Regions from separate parts of the Mus musculus genome. Here all the other regions are linked to region 3. Evidence: chromatin contacts called from public HiChIP or PLAC-seq and promoter capture Hi-C data. All regions are on one chromosome and are shown on one strand. Each heading gives the region's core, a stretch centred on a gene start, on an enhancer-like site or on the middle of the called end of the contact. The rest is flanking DNA. Distances are from core to core; before and after follow the strand shown. Region 1 holds the start of Hace1 (HECT domain and ankyrin repeat containing, E3 ubiquitin protein ligase 1). Region 2 has its middle 94 kb from the start of Gm26016. Region 3 holds the start of Bves (blood vessel epicardial substance). Region 4 overlaps Prep (prolyl endopeptidase). Region 5 overlaps Prep (prolyl endopeptidase).

Region 1 (2,700 bases), core at 115-2,614, 240 kb after region 3:
GTTCTAATTCCAACTTAAATTTTATTAAACCATTTTTGTCATAATTGAGGTTTTGTGTCTACCAGGTGTGGTAGTGAGTGTGGGACAAAAGGGTTAAGAAAACCCACCAGTCCCTGAACAAGAAAACCCACTAATCTCTGAAGAGCAAAACCCACCAACCCCTGCGCTCACCCAAGCTTGGCTTGGAAAGCTCCACCTCCAAGCCCCAACAATCCTATATAAGATAAATATATAAGCCTATATAAGCCCTGCCTTCTGCTCAGTTCCCTGCTGCTTTTCATCGGAGCAGTGGCAGCCACTCTCTTGGGTTTTGCCTTTCTACTAAACCTCTTGTGTGAGGTCTTGTGTGTGATGTGACTTTGTGGTATTCTTTGGCTCTGGATTGCCAGGATCCCTCTCTAGTAAAGATGTAACCCTTTCACTGGAGCATCCTCTCCTGGAGCAGAGAGCTGTTACACTTGTATTGGGAAAACTCCCCCCTCCTGCAGCCCGGAGCAGAGCTGTAACACTTGTGAAGGGGAAGTCTTTCCCTTCAGGGCTGCAGTACAGATCCTAGCCCTGGGGAGGTAGAGACAAAGAATGTAGTCATTTTAGCTACACATCAAATGCAAAGCTAGCCTGGGCTACATGTAGTAGGCTCAAAGCTCATACCTCCATCATCTTAAAACGGGGCTCCATTGTGTGTGCTGGCTAACCTCAAACTCAGGACCCATCTGCCTCTGCTTCTTGAGTGCTGGGAATAACCTGTATGTATTATCATGCCCAGCTTTGAAGTCTTTGATTCGCCCACTGGGGCCTGTCATGGGAACTGAGATTGCATTTTACCAAATTAACATTTGTTTTTCCTGTTTGTCACTTAGATTTTCCTCAAAGTTTGGAGTTGGCATCATTTTCTGTGCTAAGTACAGGGATATATATGACGGGGCATACGATAGAGCTGTGTCCTTGTTCTTAGAAATGTACTCAGCAAGAGAAACAAGGCATTGTTAAGTCACAATAAAGGAAAAAAAAACCTACAATTTTGCTTTCGAACTTGAGTTTTATTACTGTTCAAAATTTAATTTGTAAGCAGGATAGTTAAGGCATTTGTTTATAGAAAAGTACATCTGTTTTAGCTTGGTGGTGATGAATTTAGGAATAACTGAAATTCTCTAATCTGCTTTACTGGGGTGTGTTAGAACCGAGGGAGGATGCTCTTATACAACTTTGGAGGGAAGAACGTGAGGGCGCGTGAAAGCCCACAAAGTATTTCCACAAATTGCTCAGTCTAACCTACAGATCACCACATAGATGCCATAGAGGCGTGGCTCCGTCGGGGAGTGCGGCCCAGCCAGCTCGAAACTACAGTTCCCAGAAGGCTTCGCGAGCCCAGGAGGGAAGCGGGGCCGCGGCAGGAAAGGCGCGAGCGAGCGGAGGCGGCGGCTGGTGCCCACCCCAGCGCGGTCTGGTTGGCAGCCGTCGGTGCGGCGGACTGACTCGGCTTAGCATCCTAGCGTTCCTGGGCGCCGGCCGCAGCGAGCTCGCTCCTTCTCCCGGCCTGTGCGGGGATGTAGGGCGCGGGTCGCGGAGGCCGCGGGCGCGGCGGGGGCTTCGCGGAGGCCGCGCCGAGGATGGAGAGAGCGATGGAGCAGCTCAACCGTCTGACGCGCTCGCTGCGCCGCGCGCGCACCGTGGAGCTGCCCGAGGGTGAGGCGCCCGGAGAACGCGCGCTGCACTTTTCCGAGGCTGGCGGGCGGGGGGAGTCGGCGGGAGGCGCGGGGGCGCGGCCGGCGGGGGCTGGGGCTGGGGCGGGGACGGGGACCGGGGACGGGGACGGGCTGTCCGGTGGGGTTCGGTCCGAGCGGAAATGCGTTCCGCGGGGTCCGGGCCCCGCACTGGGAAAGGGTGCGGTGGCGCCTCGCACGGGCTCGGGCTGGGGACGTGCTGGGTTTGCTTAAGCTACAGAGTGAGGTAGGCGGGCTAGGATTTATTTGAAATGCGGGGCGCCTCGGTTTTGGCACTAGACAAAGGTTGGCAGCCACCAGACAGGTGTGTTTGTGCAGCTCTGTTGGTGTAGCAGGCATTCCTGCTGTAGCTTGCCTGCCTCCATCGTTTAGTCCTGCAGACTTGGGTTGAGTGGGCTGGGTGAGAACTCTGTGTGTGTGTGTGTGTGTGTGTGTGTGTGTGAATTGTGGGCTGGGTGAGAACTCTGTGTGTGTGTGTGTGTGTGTGTGTGTGTGTGTGAATTCACACCGGAATAAAAGCTCTGTTTCGAACTTTTGCTTTGGCAAACTCCAAATAGAGGAGGTGGGGCGGGGCTGGGGGCGTTGTTTGATGCCTTGTGAAGTCAGACTAATTTTAGTGGCGGTGAGACAAGGCAGTCAGGTTTGTAACCCAGGCTGGCTGCAAACTTTAGAGCCTCCTGCCTCAGCCTTCCAAGAATTTGGATTCTAGGCATTCGCCTACCTTGCTCTGCTCAGTTTGCTTTATTCCACCTCCCCCCCCGCCCCCCCACCAACTTCGTTTTAGTTAGCTAAGGAGAGTGATGAAAAGAAATGTGGAGTTTGTGAGTTTGGGGATACTTTTTTTTTTTTTTTTGAAAAGTTTTATTCTTTATGATTCTGAGTAGAGAAAATTTGTGGCAACTGTTTCTGAGTATATATATATATATATATATATATATATATTAATTTGTTACTTTCCTAGACTGAAACAATTTAG
Region 2 (2,700 bases), core at 124-2,623, 160 kb before region 3:
GAGGTGATAAATTGCCTGGGAGATCTAATCAGGGATTCCCGGGGTAGTCCCTTTTACATCATGTGATTTTCTCGTTGGGGATAACTGTGCCATTTTATTAAAATGTGACTGATGGGGTTATTATGCCACAGAGCCAAGTCACACTGCATTGTGTTTGGAGTGTGGAACTTGGAAGAATGACAAGGTCCCTTTAAAATAAAATATGTCATGGAAAAGTAGACAACAGAAAAAAGTTTAAACCTCAAAGGAGCAGAAAAACTCAAATTTTTCTGAGTGAACAGTTGCAGGAAATATTAACTGGGGGTTTCTACCTCACCTTAGATCGTTTAGTTCCCAAATAAAAGATACAAAACCTTCATATTTATAAGTCTTAAAGCACTAGAGCTGGGCATGTATCTATTCTCTGTGCTATTTTATTTCCCTGTCAATAATCCTGAGCTATCATTTGCCATGTTCTCCTGCTCCAACTGGCTGGCTTTGATGGCCAGAGCTCATGATCTACCTTCCCCATGGCACCTTCTTTCTTCCTCTCCTGTCCTCCTTGTGGTCTGTAGTTCAGATCCCAAGTCCTGGCACCAAAGCCCCACCTACCTCTACTTTGCCCAGCTACAGGCTGTAGGCATCTTTATTCAACCAATAGCTTTTAATTGAGGAGGAAGGTTTGCACAACAAAAGCTGGCATATATGAGAATTCATTCAGTCTTGAGGCAACTGGACATTGGGATGTATAACTTAGCATCACAGTACACAGCAACAGACCAAACTTCAATAGTGAACATCGAAAACTGAGAGACAACGTGAGCCCTGACTCTAACTCCTGGATGAACTTGGTTGGGCTACATAAACGTCAGGAGCCTCTGCTTTTTTAGCGTTGAACAGAGAGCTTATTTACCTCACAGTGCTATGACGTTACATGGGTAAAGCACGTGGACAGATTCCCTGGATAAAGCTTTCGGCTGAAGCCGTTCTCTCTCCTTCCTCTTGGTTCTGGAGTCAAGTCGGGTCTGTGACTTGTCTAGTGATGGCTGAGCCTCAGCAGACACAGCTGTCCACCAACGGGGCAGCAGCTTTCAGTCACTACTTCAGCTGTCCACTGTATTCAGTCACAGCTGCTTCAGTATTCAGTCACAGTCCTGGCCATTTTTTTTTCTTACTCTGGCATGTATCACTACACAACTGCCTTTAAGTCATGTTTATGTCCTAAGACAACTGGACCAAGAAGTATATTAATTTTTATTCATCATGCTTTTATGAATTGATAATTTACACAATATATTTTGATCACGGTGACCCCTCCCTCTTCTACTTCTACTGAGAGGACAATATAAACTCCATTTTAGGACCAGGCCTGACTTAAAAAAGAAAGTCACCCATTACAGGAACTGACCATAAAACCTCCCTAAGTCATCAGTCCCGGGAATTAGGTCATAAGTCACCAGCCCCAGAAACAGACCATAAACTCCAGGAACAAGGCCATAAAATCCCCCATCCAAAGAACAGCCTAGAGAGAACCACAAGGATGGGGAAATATCTTATTCCAGGATGGGCCATATTTGCTAGGCAGCCTTATATGATTTGGGTATCTCATCCCGTACTTAAACATTCATGACACAGGGATGCAGTCCACTGACCACCTGGACACAAGTCAATCAAGTGGCATTCATAACAAATGCTCCAAATTTGTGCTTGCGAATGGATCTGTGTGCTTCCTTTCAGTATTGTTTTGTTATAGGTGCCTCCAAGCAATGACTTGCCAAATACCTAAGCAAAATCGAACTTTGCTTCCTGGCCTTCACCAATGCCCTAGGTAGTCCTTGAGCTTGGAATTCAGTAAGAATGTTGCCTGTTCAGTAACATTCAGAATTGCCTCTAGTAGTGTAAGAGAGATAGTGAGAGAAATCAGGCATTACTATCTACTACATAGAGTTAGAAATCTCAGGGCAAGCTTAGCAACATAAGTTTAGAATTCTTATTATAGTTATGTATGGCAGACTACATTACTTATTAGTAGAAAGTCCCCACCACCACCACCACACACACACAATCACTCACATATACAGGAATTTACAATGGTTTAGGAAGAAGATCAGGCTGTGGTTTTAGGAGGAACTAGAGTATTGCATTATTCATGAGAAGTTAGCTAGAGCAGAACTCCCTAATTAGAACCATGACTTGGGCGTGAAAGCCCTTGCCCTGGGAGTGTAAATACCTCACACCTAGCTTCTAAGACTATAGCTGACCTTAGATAGAGCTGACTTTGTCCCAGTTGTTTTATTGCCCAGTTCCTGTCAGTCTTTATGTTTGCTTTCCTCTGTTTTGTATAAGAGTCATTAAGCATCCGGTAACCTCATTCCACCTTGGCTGATGTGTCACATAACTTCCCTATTTTCTTCTGTATTAAAACTCTGATGCTTAATTTGAGAAATGACATTCAGATACACACTCCCTTGTGTCCGTGTCTGTTTGTCACCCATCCACGCCAACTCCTTGCTCACCTGTAACGGAAACCCTGAGTATTCCTGCGAATCGGGGACCTAACTGAGGGCCATCTGCAGCACACGAAATAAAAACACTCTTGCCAATTGCATATGTGAGTGGCGGTCTCTGTGTGGTGCTTGAAGTGAAAACATGTTTTCTTTGGAAAGTCAGTTGTGTCGGGTGGTGTTTTGCTGGAACAAACACATGAAGGAGTGTTTTCCT
Region 3 (2,700 bases), core at 52-2,551:
AGAATGAAGACAGAAGTTTGATCCCCCAAATCCATGTTAAAAAGTCGGATGTGGAGGTTCAGTTTGTAATCCCAAACTGGTGAGGGTGTGACAGGCAGGTTCCTTGAGGCTCCCTGGTCCGCTAGACTAGCTTAACCGGGAACTTTCAGGTTAATGCGAGACTCACAAGACAAGACTGATGGTCCCTCTGCATGCCCTGGGACATACACTCATGAAGAGAGGAAGAGGGGGAAAGAGGAGAGCGCGTGGGGAGAGCATGGGCATGAAGGTGAGATGGGGGGAGGGAGAGATTTGAGAGCAGGCTCTCTTGAGGTGGAGGAAAGAGGAAAACCGCCACTGTGATCTCCTGCCATCCACCTTCTTTGAGACTTACTTTTCCTGCCCTGCCACTGAAGTTCCCAGGGACTCTCCCCTGTCCCCATGGATACACTGGGATAACAGGTTTTAGGCTGTTGCATCCTGCGTTGTGGAACTGAAAACTCAGGCTTCTCGCTGGTAAGCACTTTACTACTGAGCCAACTCCTCTTTAAAGATTTTAAAGGTTCAATAATGCTGGGACCAAGCCAAGCCATCAACACAGGGGCCTGTGGGGAATGCCCCAGAGCCAACTGGAGCAGACAGATTGCAACTTGGTCTATACTACTTGGCTCTGGAATAGCAGGCGTGCTCTCTACTAGGCAGATTGGACCAATGTGCACCTCGGGGGTACTCTATACGCATCCTGACATAGCGGGGGTTCTGTTTTGATCTTTGATCCCACAGGACTGCGTTCTCTGTCACACAGAGGACACTTGGTGGTTATCGGATGTCCATTTAACCTTTCTATTTGTCCTATAAACTTCATCCCACCGATTTTTCATTACTGTGAACTTTCTTGCATTTCTTATCTGGTCCGGTATACCATGTCCAGTATAAATACTGATTGAAGAATATGTCCATATCCTATTTTTTCTCAATTTCTGGTCCTAAATGTAAGCATTTAACCTCGCTCCTTTGAAATCCAGCCTGCTAGCTTGTAGGTGGGATCTGGCTGGGCTATCAGGTGTCTCGGAGCAACAGCGCCCTCCGAGCCTCGGGCAACTCTCCGAGGGGTCTGTCCTCACTCCCCTGCCCTTTCCAGCGGGGGGCGACCCGCGTCCGCGCGTGTCCCCACTCATGCCCAAACAAGGAAGCGCGGGAGCGGGCGCGCGCACGCGGTGGGCCAGGCAGCGGGTCTGCGGGGAGCGGGGCTCCGCCCGCGGGGGCGACCTCGGGCGGCGCGTGCGCCGTGCGCCCCAGCCGGCCGCCGGGATGCCTATTTTAGTCAAAGCCTCCGCGAACGGGGAGCGGGCCGGGGCCGCGCTGCCTGGGGACCCGCCGCGAGCCCGTCCAGCCACCGCCGCTCGCCGCCGCCGCCGCCGTCGCAAACTTTGCGCGCGCCGCCGCCCCCGGGCCCCGGGACGCGCAAGGTAAGGAGCCAGAGCGCGCGATCGCGCGGGAAAGTTGGGCACGGAGCGGCCGAGCAACTTGCGATGCGCCCGCGTCCCGCGTCGTCCTTGCAGCCGCCCTTCGCCTGCCCGCGCCCCGGTCCCTCGGCGGGACAGCGGGGGGCCGCGGAGCTGTGGACGCTGACACTGCTGTGAGAGCAGGGCGAGCGGGTCCCGGGTGGGGGAGCAGTGGGAGCCACGGGTCCTCGCCACCCGCCCGCGTCCTAGAGAAACGGGTGGCTGCCAGACGGATCCCACAAAACCGTCGCCCCGAGCCGCCCGGAGGTGCGCGGAGAGTCCGGGAAAATATCAGTGAATTGCGCGTCTCCTCAAAAGGTTTTTGCTCATCGCTATTCATCTTCTTCTTTTTTTTTTTTTTTTTTTTTTTTTTTTTTTTTTTTTTTTCTAATTTGGTCAAGGTTTAATGTGCTAGCTTGCTTCCTCGGTCAGGTATGTAGACCTGCAGATGCCTATTTGAAAACCAGTAGATGGGCACGCTTTTACTACAGTGAGTAATTTGGGGAATTAGACGTGGAGGATCTGATGAGAAAGATGACGTTCTGATTTTGACAGTTTACAAATTCATCCAGTAATCTAACCTTCTTCATTAGATCATCATTCATTATTCGTATAAGGGCAGTTCAGTGTAGGCCACTTAAACCTATTAAGAAGTGATTAAGCAGGCCGTTAGACTAAGTCATTGGATAGCGAAAAAAAATTGAACTGATTTATGACAGGTAAGAAGCATTTCACAGCAATATATGTAACTATATATCTACAGCTGCATATAACATTTGCGTATCTTTAATAAGTGTAGCGTAGCAAAGTATGTTCTACAATATGCCTGCATTTAAACCTGGCCATTTAGGGCCGGTGAAAGAGCTCAGGCCGTGAAGGTACATGCCAGCACGCCTGGCAACCTGGGTTGTATCCCCAGGACCCGCGAAGTGGAAGGGGAGAGTCTCCAGCAAGCTGTCCTCTGACTTATGCACCCGTACACCACTGTAGAAATAAACACATGTAATGCATTTTAATAGCTATTAATATTTTCTGGTTTTGAGGAAAATAATAGTTTTCCTTGCCAATTTCCTTTGACCAGAAATGTAAGCTTTTAATGCCACTTCTAAAACCTAAAAGTGAACTATAGCAGATTAGGAGGTAGCATAGGCGAAATATGAGGGGGTGTTTGTGTCGATTAATTTAGTACAAAAATCTGCTTTTGAACATCACAACC
Region 4 (2,700 bases), core at 22-2,521, 190 kb before region 3:
AGGTGGAGTGGACTTGGAGAAGAACTTTCGAGAACTTCGGATAGATGGCCTCTGAAAAGGTGGATGGGATACGGAAGGAAAGGGGGAATGCCCGTGCAGGGCGGTGCGACTGGAAGAGAGTAGAAAAATCAGAAGCAGCTGCTCTAGAACCCACTTGGGTAGGGGTGGGAGTAAGGAGACATTTAGGAAGGACACGTGAAAGGAGACATGAGGAATTCACATGGAAATGGGAGGGTCGGCGAAGGCAGAGCCTAGATAGCTCATTTGTGCTGTGGTGACTAGCATTTCCTGGATCTGGCTCCTTGGGCAAAGAGAAGACAATGGGTTGAGATTAGAGTTAAAGGGCTTCAGTGGCAGTCACAAGGTTGACCAGGAGTCCCAAACTGGGCAAGAAAAATAAAGGCAAGGAAAGCTGGCAATAAAGACAGCACAGAGGATTAAATGTCCTAAGAGCTTTAGAAGTGATAGAGGTCACTAAGGTGAGCATCCCAGAAATGTACAGAGTCTGCAGGTCTAGCTAGGGGCTCCATGCCCGTGAAACAGGAAACCACAGGTACAGACTCAATGCAGAGCATAGTGAGGTTTGTGAAAGGAGGAGTCTGTTGGCTTCTCCTGACCTAGCAAAGTGGCCTCAGAAAGAAGCCAGTGTATGATGGATGGGAATGCCTATACTCTTGTATTGCTTTGGTTTGGTTTCTTTGTTTGTATTCTTGTTTGTACTGTGGGTGTTTTACTTACATGTACATCTCTACCATGTGTATATCTGGTGCCCTCAGAGGCCAGAACTGGTTATCAGATCTTCTGGAAATGGAATTACAGATCATTGTGAGCTACCCTGTGGGTGCTGGGAATTGAACTAAGGTTCGCTGGAAGAGCACCGAGCCATCTCTCCAGCCCTGACTACTTTTAATGACAATTTCCAAAATGCTCACAGGGCTGTTATCAGTAGAAAAGGAGCAATGTGCGTGTTTTTAGGATTGAAATTGCTTGCCCCTTGTGGCTTGCTGAGGCCTTTCTTATACCATCCTGGACCACCTAACCCAGCAGCAGCCCCTCCCACAGAGGGATTAATCTAGAGAATGCACTACAGACTTGCCTACAGTCTGATGGTGGCGTTTTTAAGTTGAGGTTCCTCTTCCCAGACGACCATAACCTGTGTGAAGTTGGAGAAAAGAATCCAGCCAAGTCAGCCACTCCCACACCCCCCGTCCCTGAAGTCCATCCATTCTGCCTGCTCTCCCCTCCCCAATTCCCTGCTTCCCTCCCCTTGCTTCTGAGGGCTTTGGGGCAGCTTTCTGATGCAGAGCCCTGCCCTTTTAAAAAGCCTCTGGTGCCGTGTAACTCTAATCTAAAAGCAGAGGAGCTCAGTGCCCTCCTTTGTGACCAAGGTCAGCAGGATGCTTCAAGCCCAGCTGAGCCAGGCCTTTTCCCGGTGCCACATGCAGTAAAAATACCATATTTTCTCAAAGAAGCTATTTACAGCGGTCTGCTTATCTGCTGTTTGTAGCTTATCTCTTACTCTGACTTTTCACTGCAGCAGTCCAGTGTTCGCTTCCTCCTCCTTTTCTTCCAATCCTCTATCCCAAAAGCAATGGGTATGGAAATGTTGACTGAATCTGCCCCAGATGTCCCCGGTTTAGAAAAGGTTTCTGAGCCTTAATTACCAACACTGAGAAAGTGGCTTTGTTTAGCCAAGAATAATAGGATTCCATGATGTCCCTCGGCAGCTCTCTGAGCTAATGCTTTTTGTTCTCACTAAAAAAAAAATTTTGATAGTCGAACGCCGAAGAATGAAGACATATTGAGTGTCTTAACCTTTAGAGAGGAAGTTGGACGGGAAATTTGTCTTTAAGACAAGATGTCCCCTTAGATTAAATTGATTGGCAGAGCCTGGCTTCCCAGCATGAGGCAGTGAGCAGCAGAGCTCTGCATGCCCGTTCTCCTCCGTGGCTTCATGATGGGTACATTGGGTGATTAAAAACCGAGGGTAAAGAAGATGAACAACCTGTCTGAGAGCACCTAGCTAGTGATGGGTTATGAATTCGGGCTCCTCTCCCAGTCCCTACATCCGTGTTCTCTGCTCTCAACCATCTCTGAAATGAAAACGTGCCTCGACACCTTGCAAGCCCTGCGGCAGTGCTAGATTGTCACCCTGCTGCTGTGTGTGTTGGATAGAGAGTTTGGCAACTTTTTGTTTTCGCTTCTAAAACTGTGCACCTTTTCCACGTGGCGCTGTATGTAACTTAGGATTCTGTTTTCCTTTGTTGTAGATTTTCTACCCTAGCAAGGATGGCACCAAGATTCCCATGTTTATTGTGCATAAAAAAGGCATAAAGCTGGATGGCTCACACCCTGCTTTCTTATATGGCTACGGGGGCTTCAACATCTCCATTACACCCAACTACAGGTAAGCATGAGACACCTGACCTGGGTGTGATCTGCACATAGTGGGGCTCTGCTAAATCACATGTTTCTTGCTTGGTGGCATTTCATAGAGGGGCAGGACTTTAGATAACTACTTTAATTTTTAATTAGGAACTGCAGAAACTTTACAAGCCCATTTTACTATCATTATTTGATGCCCACATCAGGATAGGTTTTGGAGAAGTAGCTGTGGAGTCTACAGCTGTTACACAGGAACAGCTACGTGGTTATTAGAGACTATCCCCGTGCCCCTCGGTCTTAAGGAGCCTCGCCTGT
Region 5 (2,700 bases), core at 134-2,633, 210 kb before region 3:
GCTGGCTTGAGCTTTTGAGACCTCAGAGCCCACTTCCTAGTTATGTATTTCCTCCAACAAAGCCACACCTACTCCAACAAGCCTGAATCTCTTGATGGCACCACTTTCTATGGCCTATGGGCGTCATCATTGTTATGCAAACCACCATAGTAAGTCTTAGTCCCGCCCTTGATCTGCACAAAAATTTACAGTGCAGATAGCATCCGCAAACCCCATGAGCAGCCACATCCAGCCTACAGAATGCCTCCTAGATGAATCTCACCCTCATAAAAAATAAATAAAATTAAATTTAAAAATGTGTGTTATCCTGGATCTATTGGGGAAGAGAAATATTTCTAAGATGATATTTTACATTTCCTGACATGAGTTAACTTTTCCTAAAATATAATAATATCATTGTATACTTTCTGCAAGGCTGGTCATATTCCTCTTGTTTGTATAGAGGTTCACCTCCACTGTGTAGCATCATAGCCACATGTATGCCGTGTTTTAGCCCAGGAGTCAGTTCGTAGGTGACCATCCTCCTCTGGGGATGTGACCAGATGGGCAGTGATGTCTCATCTGGATGCAGTTCTGTTTGACCCTCTGGGTCCATGTGACATCTTACCTTACGCTGTGACAGGCTGCTGACAGGGCTGCTAGGACCTGAAGAGTGATATTGTGGGTAGGTCTGGGGTGCATAAGGGCACTTCCCCAAGTGCCTTTCAGGGGACTGAGAGGAGCTAGAAAAAGCCAGAGAGGAAGCTGCCCAGAGCCAGCACCAAGAGGACATCAGGTACCCTGCCTCTCCCCAGAGCCCAGAGCTCAGCGGTAGCTGTGAGAAGAGGGAGGCACCCATCCCTAGTGTCGTTCTCAAGGTCTCACGGTCTAGGCATTTACTCTAAACAAGTTATATTTTCAAATGAATGAAGGGCACAGGAACACAGGGTGGGGGTGACTCATCAGCTCTTAATAAAAGCCAGGGTCTCCGAAGGCCAGCAACCTCTCCAGCGACCCCATGTGACCCTTTATTTCAGGAACAGGCTCATCATTATCTGGGGCAAAGGGCTCACTGTCCTAGTGGGAAGTGATGGTTCTGTGCCAAATGGTGAGATACTGCCTGTGTCTGTGGCTCTGAGGATTGGAAAGAAAAGTGTTCCTCGTCTTGGGCCGCCAGCTGCTTCTGAGGAAGCTTTCATTTGTTACTGTGATGCTTTGTCTGTCTCCCTGTCTCCTCTCGTTCATTTTCCCCATCCTTCCCTTCTCTCTTAATGCTATCTGATCCCTAAAACCAGAAAGTGGGGTTTCCAGACTTAGGCCTTCTAACGCCAAGTGCAAAGCAGCCATCAGAGAACGCATAGTTGCCTCTCAAGAAAGCAGGGACTGCCCTCAGCCCGTTTGTGACTTGTGCACTTCAGGTCGCACTTCGGGAGAAGCTGACAGCCAGGCCAGTCTAGCACAGGACACAATGATTCCCTGTGACACAAACCAGTTGGTATTTGAACTGATTAATTCTGTACTTGTAGAAGCTTAGAGGTTAGCTTCAGCCAGACTTGAACAAGACAGTATCTTCCAGGCCTGGCTCTGGGAGGTGGGGAGGAGACAGCCTTTCACATGTGGTTTGGAAGAGAAACCTTTAAGTGCCTTGGCCTGGGTGCTTTGTGTGTTGTCGTTCCCCCCCCCCCCTCCAGTCCTCTTTTTATAGCCTTAAGTCCTGCCCTGCCAGAGCTCCAGAACCCCATTGCCTTCTTCTCTTCATGTGAGCAGTGTTACAGACCCCCCTGGCCCTTCTTCCCTAGCTTTTCCCAGAGCGCTCTCTTCTCTAACTCCTTCCCCCCTCTCCACCCACACCCCTGGTCTCCTTGCCTGTGAGAGTATTAAGTTAAGGAACAACTTAAGGCCAGACACGCCTTTTGACCTTAAGGGACTTCGGTAATCAACTTCTACTTTAAATCTTCAATTCATTTCCTAGACAGCCTTCTGCTGTTTGTGATCCAGAATGCTTTCTTCAGCAGTTTCCCTGTCCCTGTGTGACCTAAATCAGGCGGGACATGATGTATAAGTAGGTCACAGTGGTTCATACTATAGTAAGTAGTAAGAGTGTGCAGTGGGCTAACCTGGGCTATCCCAGATGACTGTGCATAGAGAATATTGATAAAATGCCTTTGTCATTGCAACCATCAAGCTGACCCCCCTCCTCCCTCGTGGAACCATTTGTGGGCCCTTATAGAGAATGGAGGGAAGTACGTACGTGAAGCTCTTTTTAATGGCCACCAGCCTCAGTTGTATACTTCATTCTGTGTTAAAATTGTGTCTCAGCTTTGGTGTATAAACAGGAATGTAGAATGTCTCCTCTCCTTTGTTTTTCGTTAAGGAATTTAATTCCAGTTCCCTGGTGGCTTGCCTGGGTTCACTGAGCTCTTAAGTCTGGCTCCTAAACCCTTCCTTATTTGTGTCGACATCAAGGCGAATCCAGTGATCGTGTGGCACAGGCCTGCTCTTTATTCCATCTTATTTCTTATTTATTCTTCTCTCATACAGTACATTCCAGCAGCAGCAGCCTCTTTTCCCTCTACCCCCAGACCACACTGCTTCCCTTCAGAAAAGAGCTGAGACACCCCACCCCTGGCCCCAGGAGTCAGATTTGTCCGTGGTTGTGGTGGGTACCCTGTAGTGATCTGAAAAACAAAACAAGCAAACAACAAAATCCCTCACTAACTC

Evidence for each region. Promoter capture Hi-C pulls out the DNA fragments that hold promoters and counts their contacts. HiChIP or PLAC-seq counts read pairs in DNA pulled down with a chosen protein or histone mark.
Region 1: a contact with region 3 is called in a promoter capture Hi-C map of neural stem cells. The contact joins the promoter of Hace1 here to the promoter of Bves in region 3. A contact is called at or near these places in 3 of 39 promoter capture datasets (cranial neural crest, hippocampal neurons and neural stem cells) and 1 of 115 datasets of contacts at active chromatin or transcription factors (embryonic stem cells).
Region 2: a promoter capture Hi-C map of trophoblast stem cells shows a contact between it and region 3, with 3 times the contacts expected there. The contact joins the enhancer-like site here to the promoter of Bves in region 3. A contact is called at or near these places in 11 of 39 promoter capture datasets (the 3T3-L1 cell line, 3T3-L1-derived adipocytes, the C10 cell line and 6 more), 4 of 484 Hi-C or Micro-C datasets (cortical neurons, liver, morula and 1 more), 5 of 115 datasets of contacts at active chromatin or transcription factors (cardiomyocytes, embryonic stem cells and neural tube) and 2 of 9 other capture datasets (embryonic stem cells and pancreatic islet).
Region 4: a contact with region 3 is called in an H3K4me3 HiChIP or PLAC-seq map of stem cell-derived neural progenitor cells, with 29 read pairs. The contact joins the enhancer-like site here to the promoter of Bves in region 3. A contact is called at or near these places in 13 of 39 promoter capture datasets (the 3T3-L1 cell line, 3T3-L1-derived adipocytes, the C10 cell line and 7 more), 1 of 15 datasets of contacts at CTCF or cohesin (stem cell-derived epiblast-like cells), 8 of 484 Hi-C or Micro-C datasets (embryonic heart, embryonic stem cells, nephron progenitors and 1 more), 8 of 115 datasets of contacts at active chromatin or transcription factors (cardiomyocytes, embryonic hindbrain, embryonic limb bud and 5 more) and 2 of 9 other capture datasets (adipose tissue and embryonic stem cells).
Region 5: a promoter capture Hi-C map of trophoblast stem cells shows a contact between it and region 3, with 3 times the contacts expected there. The contact joins the enhancer-like site here to the promoter of Bves in region 3. A contact is called at or near these places in 11 of 39 promoter capture datasets (the 3T3-L1 cell line, the C10 cell line, cranial neural crest and 5 more), 12 of 484 Hi-C or Micro-C datasets (cardiomyocytes, embryonic heart, embryonic stem cells and 2 more), 10 of 115 datasets of contacts at active chromatin or transcription factors (SST interneurons, embryonic basal ganglia, embryonic hindbrain and 6 more) and 2 of 9 other capture datasets (adipose tissue and embryonic stem cells).

What each region holds. Positions count from the first base shown.
Region 1 is chr10:45,576,465-45,579,164 of GRCm38.p6, forward strand. It overlaps Hace1 (HECT domain and ankyrin repeat containing, E3 ubiquitin protein ligase 1), which reads left to right and starts at 1,365. Exons shown (of 24, transcript NM_172473.3): 1 at 1,365-1,686. The coding sequence starts at 1,611.
Region 2 is chr10:45,173,093-45,175,792 of GRCm38.p6, forward strand. No RefSeq gene overlaps it. Among named protein-coding and RNA genes, the nearest start is that of Gm26016, 94 kb to the right of the region's middle. Within about 2 kb of position 1,374, at least 4 of the 459 cell types and tissues checked have an H3K27ac peak or open chromatin away from gene starts, as enhancers often do. A contact at or near this core is called in trophoblast stem cells, where this site is marked.
Region 3 is chr10:45,334,434-45,337,133 of GRCm38.p6, forward strand. Bves (blood vessel epicardial substance) reads left to right here and starts at 1,302. Exons shown (of 8, transcript NM_024285.3): 1 at 1,302-1,448.
Region 4 is chr10:45,145,715-45,148,414 of GRCm38.p6, forward strand. It overlaps Prep (prolyl endopeptidase), which reads left to right. Exons shown (of 15, transcript NM_011156.3): 11 at 2,271-2,407. Among named protein-coding and RNA genes, the nearest start is that of Prep, 80 kb to the left of the region's middle. Within about 2 kb of position 1,272, at least 15 of the 459 cell types and tissues checked have an H3K27ac peak or open chromatin away from gene starts, as enhancers often do. A contact at or near this core is called in stem cell-derived neural progenitor cells, where this site is marked.
Region 5 is chr10:45,121,753-45,124,452 of GRCm38.p6, forward strand. The region is part of intron 9 of Prep (prolyl endopeptidase); the gene reads left to right. Among named protein-coding and RNA genes, the nearest start is that of Prep, 56 kb to the left of the region's middle. Within about 2 kb of position 1,384, at least 34 of the 459 cell types and tissues checked have an H3K27ac peak or open chromatin away from gene starts, as enhancers often do. A contact at or near this core is called in cardiomyocytes, embryonic heart, muscle stem cells and 1 more, where this site is marked.